Regions from separate parts of the Sus scrofa genome. Here region 1 is linked to region 2. Evidence: chromatin contacts called from public Hi-C data. All regions are on one chromosome and are shown on one strand. The core of a region is the stretch at or near the end of the contact, and the rest is flanking DNA. Distances in the headings are between cores, read along the strand shown. Region 1 holds the start of DPYSL3 (dihydropyrimidinase-related protein 3). Region 2 overlaps DPYSL3 (dihydropyrimidinase-related protein 3).

Region 1 (3,573 bases), core at 763-3,262, 49 kb before region 2:
ATTATGTTTATTGTTGCCTGTGCGGATGGTGGAGGTGCCAGAGGTGTCTGCAGAGAGTCAGAGAGGGAAGACGTCAAGTTTTTTCTGACCAGCCGATGAAAAAGCTGGCCAGCTTATTTTCTTCTTGGCTCTTGGGATTATCTGACCCGATCTTATTTACCATGAGTTTCCCCCCATTCGAATTCTGTTCCACAGAGCAGGGAACCCAGGACAGCGCTGGACCCATAACAAGCCCCCCCCCCAACAGTCCGTAAATGAATAAATGAGGGGAGGAGAGGTTGAGAGCAGTGGGGAAGGGAGGGAAATAAACTATGAGAGCAAAGCGGGAGGGAATGGCTGGTTTGACTGATTTCTCACACGAATTTCTGGGTCCATCCCCAACCAGCATTTCTTAAAAAGGTGCAGCTATCCAGAGGAAGCCGGCTTAAGAAATGAGGCGTAATTTTGATAGCACACAGACAGTTTTGCAAATGCCTTTCTACTCCCTGGGGTAAGCATAACTGCTGTCAACTTACTTGTCTTTGATCTGAGTTCACAGCACCTTCCACCCCTCAAATCTTCAAGGATGTCGCAGGCCTGTCACTGGGGCCGCATTTTCCAATATTCTAATTTCCCCCTAAATTGGAGTTCAGAGTTTCATTTCATCCGCTTCAGGGCAGGTGCTTTCAACGCTGTGTCTGTGCACAAAGCCTCTGAGAGGAGCTGCCACTGTGGCACAGGGGGTTAAGGACCTGGCATTGTTGCAGCTGTGGCTGGGATTCCGTCCCTGGCCCAGGAACTTCCATATGCTGTAGGTGCAGCCATTAAAAAAAAAAAAAAAATCTACGAGATACTTATGGGCATTAAATGAATCAATACATATATGCAAAACAATTACACTAATGAGTGGCACACAGCAACCGTGCCATAAATGCTCCTTATTGTTGTTGTTATTATTATCCACTCATTCCAAAGGGATTCATGGAGTACCTTAGGTGCCTATAGATATTCTAGACTCAAGATATTCAAAGGTAAACTAAACAGACCAGTTTTCTGCCTTCATGGCGCTTATAATACAGTGGAGAATTCAGGAAATGAAGTTGAACATGTTGGGCAGACTGTCAAGGACTGAGCTACCCAGATGGAGGGTGTAGACCACACTCTGGGTGGGGACAGGCCCCCATCTGCCTGTTTAACACCCTCAGGCTGCTGTCTTCTAAAGAGCATAGGAGGCCCTCAGTTCTGATGGATGACTAAATAAAGTCACAGGGGTGACTTTCCAAGAGGGGGCCCAGTTTCGGGTGGGCATTACAGGTTCTGGGTTTGGGCTGGGTGTGCAGATGCCACGCAAGCTCTGCAGTTCCTGGACTCTGTGTTAATGTGGCAAAGTTTGGCTTAGAGGGTCCCTGGGTGGACGCGGGGGAGGGGATGACGTGGGGAAAGCATGTACCAGAGTAACACTGTGTGCGCGCCAGGGAACAAGAACCTCCAAGTCTCTGGTTGTACATTCTGGAGCTAAGTCTGGACTTGGGGGGAGGGCCGGGGGAGGGCTCTGACCTCAGTGTGTGAGGTATTATCCGCCAGGGGGTCGTGGTCCCAGAATAGGGAGGGTATTAAGAGTATTTTGCAAGGCATGTCCGTGATCTGTCATGTGACGGTGTGTAAGACAAATTAAGAGGGGATAAAAAGCAAAATCTAAAGGGGTGCCCATCAAGGAAGAAGGGGTTTAAGAGTGGGATGCAATGACAGGCTTTTGTGATTATCCATGACGCCCCTCCCCAACCCCCCACGAGGAAAACCTGTAAATTCGGGAGCTCCTTGCGTGAGGGTGCAGGTTGGTGAGGCAGATTCTAGACCTGGGAGCAATTGGGAGGCCATTCTAAGAGCAGGATGCGGCCAATCTGGGACTATAGGTAAACAAAGTCCAAGCTTGGGAGTCTGGTAAACCTGAGTTTCTATGTGTGTCGACTTCGCTTTGAAATCCAACCGCCTGAGCGGGACAGAGAGGTTTGTGCTTGTAAGGCCAACTGGGGAGTAGTAAAGCACGGCTTGTGCGCACGTGTTGAGTGCAGCAAGTTCTTGAGTGTGAATCTGGGGGTTGTTGGGCAGCGGGGAGTGTGCGTGTGCGTGTGAGCGCGCGCGCGCGCCAAGTTGCATTTCTCCTGGGATGGGCGGCTGGGACGCGTGATCGCCAGAGGCCACGTTAGGGTCCCCAGCGCGGAGGAGGTGCGGCCGGCGGGGCGGGCGGGCGGGCGAGCGCAACGCGCAGCAGCTCCGGCCCCCGCGCCGCGCTCGCTGGCTCGGGGCTCGCTGGGGACTGGCAGGAACCGGAGCAGCACTGCCGCCTCTGGCGCGAAGGCTCAGGCGCCTCCTCCCGCCCCAGTCACTGTGGCTCCGCGCACGCTGCCGGCAGCTGCCCTTTCCGCCTCTCGGGAAGAGGACCCGCGGGCCGCCGTCGCGATCCAACCATGGCCTCGGGCCGCAGAGGCTGGGACAGCTCCCACGAGGACGATCTGCCCGTGTACCTGGCCAGGCCGGGCACCACCGACCAGGTCCCGCGGCAGAAGTACGGCGGTATGTTCTGCAACGTGGAGGGCGCCTTCGAGAGCAAGACGCTGGATTTCGATGCCTGAGCGTGGGGCAGCGGGGCGCCAAGACTCCCCGGAGCAGCCAGGGCAGCGGCCGCGGCTCGGCGAGCCGCCCCGGCGCCGAGGGGGACACCCCGCGCCGGGGCCAAGGCCGGGAGGAGAGCCGGGAGCCCGCGCCCGCGTCGCCCGCGCCCGCCGGGGTGGAGATCCGGAGCGCCACCGGCAAGGAGGTTTTGCAGAACCTCGGCCCCAAGGACAAGGTAAGGGGGGCCCGGGTCTCCTCTCCGCCTGCCCGCGTTCCCTTCCCAGCCCCGGGGCGCCAGGGCCCGGACACAACTTTCTCCCGCTCACTTTGCACGGGAATGGAGGACGAGGGGGAGGAAGCGGGCATCCTCCGCTGGGGGCAGCGAGACCTCCCAGCCGGGATCTGAATGATCGGCGCGTCCTCAACCGCAACGTCTTCGTGCGCGCGGGACGGAGGCGCGTGGGTCCCCCCCGCCTGGCTGCCGCGTCCCCGGGCCATCGGTTCTGAGTGGGTGTGTCAGTCCGGCCAGCCCGGAAGGCTGAGTGGTTTCCAGCCCTTCTCTCGGTCTGAGTACCCAGCAGCACGATTGTCTTGGTGTCCCCGCTGACGCTAGATTAGATCTCAAGGGTCATCACCAGGGCGGCGGGCAACGCGGTCTTGGGAAAACAGGGGGTCGTCGCCATAGTACCCGGATGAAAGTAGGGGATGGGCGGTACCCCCCCGCCCCCTTCAAACATCAGCCCTGTCCCTGAAACTTTTGGGTGTGGAGCGACCAGACTAAACACCCGAATCCCCATGCCTCTTTTCAGTCCTGGATTGGCATTTCCCATCTGTGCTTGTAAAGTGTATATTTGTGTGGGTAGTTTGGCACAAGCCTGGGGACCCAGCTTTCTGGCGAAGAGTATTATTGTGTTTTTGAAAATCAGCCAGAGTATGAAGGGTGCACGTTAAAGTAGCACCAGCTGCAGGTTCGCTGCTGCT
Region 2 (3,131 bases), core at 73-2,572:
TGGTTTCTTGTGTGCAAACCTGACCTCAAAGAGATTAACCCAGTCTTGTAATTTGAAACAACAGACATCGCACAAAATCATCAAGTGATCAAAAATATGGTATAAATCTATTTAGTAGAGAGTGTTCTGGATTATAATGACAGCAATAGAGGAGATAATTAGGATGTAAGAAAGGAAAAAAAAAACCCTGACAAACCCACAGAATTGAAAAAAAAAAAAAAAGGCAGCGGTATTTCTTTAGGATTGTAAATGTCCCCTACATATTTTTGCTTTTCCTGAGGAGAACTTGCAAATTCCCTTCACTTGAGTTTGGGGTGGTAACATCTATGAGAAAGACTCTGAGAGACCTCTGCAGGGTTGCCTAGTATGTAGTTAATTCTCTTTTTACTCTGTTCTAAATATAATCCTGCTCATTTGCATGCCAATCCCCAAAATGCTTTGTAATTTCACAACTCTTGGCTACTGGTCTCAGCCCTTAAGCTTTATGAACAAAGCAAAATGTTTAGGGTGTGCCTTTGGCTTTAGCCTCCCCCCACCCCCACTCCCACCCGCTGCTTTTGCAGAAGAGTAGGGGAGGTGACCTTTGCTTTGCACTCATCCTCCAAGCCAGAGTATCACAGAAAGCTGTGGACTTTCCCTGTGAAGACTGCATTCAGTCTAGTTACCCATGAGTAACTGGCTGCTGCCTGGATTAACTCACTTGAGAAGGAGTGTTTCGGGGGAGGGGGCAGCTGCTTGCTCTGCCCTTTGATTATGTGTTCAGGCTGGTTCATTTCGGGTTTACGGGAAGCTCAGGCTGGAGTATTCTGGAGCCTTTTTCTGTGGATGCTTTATATGGTGTCTCTGTTGCAGCAGAAGCCTTCGAGTTAATGAAGAGGTGTCCCAGAGTGTGGTCAGTGGCTCTGTGCCATCTACAGGCTTTCTGTTTAGGGGGCCCTTAGGTTCCGCAAGAGGGTGGGGTGGTGACAGGAGACTCGTCTTGAGAAGGTTTTGTGATTTTTGGAGAGCAAGCCGTTTTTGTTGTTATCAAACGGTGTATTTGGCATTATTTTTTTCAGGAGAGCTGAGAAAGCTCCCCCATCCGACTGCCCCTCACCCCCCAGGGTGGGGATGTGGCGCCAACCACAGCGGCTCCTGCAAGCATGCCTCCCTTGGCGGTTGAATCCTCAAGCCATGCCTCCCTTGGCGGTTGAATCGAAGCGGGTAGCAAAAAGATATTACGTTGCAGCCTTGAAAGGTCACGGTTTTGGTCCTAAGAGCACAGCGACCTTTGTCTATCAGCCCTGCCTGTAATAGAGGAAACTCCGGATCGTGAGCAGCGCCCATCGGACCGCGCACACATCCACGGCTGCGCAGTAACGTGGCAGGGCTGCTGCCTTCTCACTACAGGTGTTTTCTACTCTTCACTCTCCGTGCAGCATTAATGCTCTTTCTTGGATTCTGAGCCAGGCAGTGGAGTTTAAAGCACATTATTTTGAGAATGATTTTTACGTTACAGAGCTAGCTGACACGGTGCACCCTTGCAGCGCCCTGAGAGTGAGTGGTTGCTTCATCGTTTTGGGGTCTGTATTTTCAAGGTCTTGGGATAGCAGCGGCCGGCCAGGCTGCACCAAGTCTGACCGGGATCGGCTTTCTAAGGGATCGCGCGGCGGGTGTACACACCCAGCGGCCAGGGAGGCGGCGCCGGCCTCCGCGGTAACAAAGGCAGCCGCCGCCGCTTCCAGCGGGGGTGGTGGCGGAGAAGGGGTTCCGGGAGGCACATCCGGAGCAGTCTCCTTTCTGAAAAGAGGGTAGGGAAGGCGGGAAATCGGACCACCGGCTGATCGGAGGAATGGGTGTTTTCCCGGGCTTGGCCGGTGGGGCTAGGAGGGCGATGCTGGTGCCTTTCTCCCGACACTCAGGGCTGCAGCATCCCCGCCCCGAACAGTCCCTCGCGCCCCCTGGTGGTGGCGGAGCTGGCTGGACCGCCGCTCCTGCAAGTCACCAAAAAAAAAAAAAAAAAAAAGGAAGAAAAAGAAAAAGTGGGTGAGGCAGATGCAAAGAGGAAAATCAATAGGGATAAGAGAGAAAAGGGAGGAGTCGCAGATCAGCCATTCTTGTCTTACGGGGTCCCAGCTGGCACCGCCAAAGGAAAGAAGAAAAAAAAAAAAAAAAGCCCGGGCGTGAACGCGAGTGGAGGAGGGTGTGTGTGGCGGGGGGGTCGGGGGTGAAAGGGGGACCAGGGAGATTTACTATTGTCTCTGGCAGCCGCCGCGGGAGCCGGGAGAGGGGCGGAGGCGAGAGGAGGCGGCGGCCGCGGCCAGCGCACCATTCGCTCCACCTGATCTCGGGGCGCTGTGCGCTGAGGAAGGCGCAGGCGAGCAGGAGCAGGAGCAGAAGGAGGGAGGGAGGCAGCTGCTGCAGCCACCGCCGCCGCCACCATGTCCTACCAAGGCAAGAAGAACATCCCGCGGATCACGGTGAGTCGGGCGCCGCCGCCTCCGTGGCTCGCTCGCTGGCCGCTGGCTGCACCGCGGGCGCGGGCGGCTTGGATCTCGGCGGCTTCCCTGCACGGGTCCCCGGGGAGGGACGGGGGACCCAGGGTCCGGGGAGTGGAGAGCAGCGGTCAGTCCAGCCGGCGCGGCGGGGCGCCACCCAGACGGATCGACCCTGGGGTTTGGGGAAAAACTAAACAAAGAGGAAACCCAAACAGTGGCGCGGGGGAATTTTGGATTATTTAGCATTTTTTCTCACTACGCGGCATTTATAACGTCTGCACGGCCCTTCCTGGACCCCCGCGCCACCTCGGGTGTCCGTCTGTGCTGCCCCAGGCGAGGTTTGTTTTTTGTAGAAGGTTCCTTTTGGCGAGGCGGGGTATAGAGAGGTGACACCTTTCTCTAGGGATACTTGGTAGCCCGCTGACACCCTCTTCCAGCTCCAGCCCTTGGCTTTGCCTCCCGTGCCGCGAGGGTGATGGGGTGGCCGGACTGTCAGCCCTCACCTTGGTCCCTTCTTGCGTCCATTCACCCCAATTCGTATTTCAGTGCTCGGGACTGGACAGCTAACGTGGCTGTAGCGGTAATGACCAACTTTTTTTTTTTTTTTTTTTTGCCCTCGGTGCATGTTATATTTTCCCGTCATTCTCCCCCCCG

Evidence for each region. A called contact is a pair of places that touch in the nucleus more often than the background predicts.
Region 1: a contact with region 2 is called in a Hi-C map of retroperitoneal adipose tissue, with 2.0 times the contacts expected there. The contact joins the promoter of DPYSL3 here to the enhancer-like site in region 2. A contact is called at or near these places in 10 of 47 Hi-C or Micro-C datasets (adipocytes, embryonic fibroblasts, fetal heart ventricle and 6 more) and 1 of 2 datasets of contacts at active chromatin or transcription factors (skeletal muscle).

What each region holds. Positions count from the first base shown.
Region 1 is chr2:148,775,494-148,779,066 of Sscrofa11.1, reverse strand. DPYSL3 (dihydropyrimidinase-related protein 3) reads left to right here and starts at 2,012. Exons shown (of 15, transcript XM_003124066.6): 1 at 2,012-2,604; 2 at 2,607-2,827. The coding sequence starts at 2,448.
Region 2 is chr2:148,725,887-148,729,017 of Sscrofa11.1, reverse strand. The region is part of intron 2 of DPYSL3 (dihydropyrimidinase-related protein 3); the gene reads left to right. Among named protein-coding and RNA genes, the nearest start is that of DPYSL3, 50 kb to the left of the region's middle. Within about 2 kb of position 1,322, at least 37 of the 83 cell types and tissues checked have an H3K27ac peak or open chromatin away from gene starts, as enhancers often do. A contact at or near this core is called in retroperitoneal adipose tissue, skeletal muscle and subcutaneous adipose tissue, where this site is marked.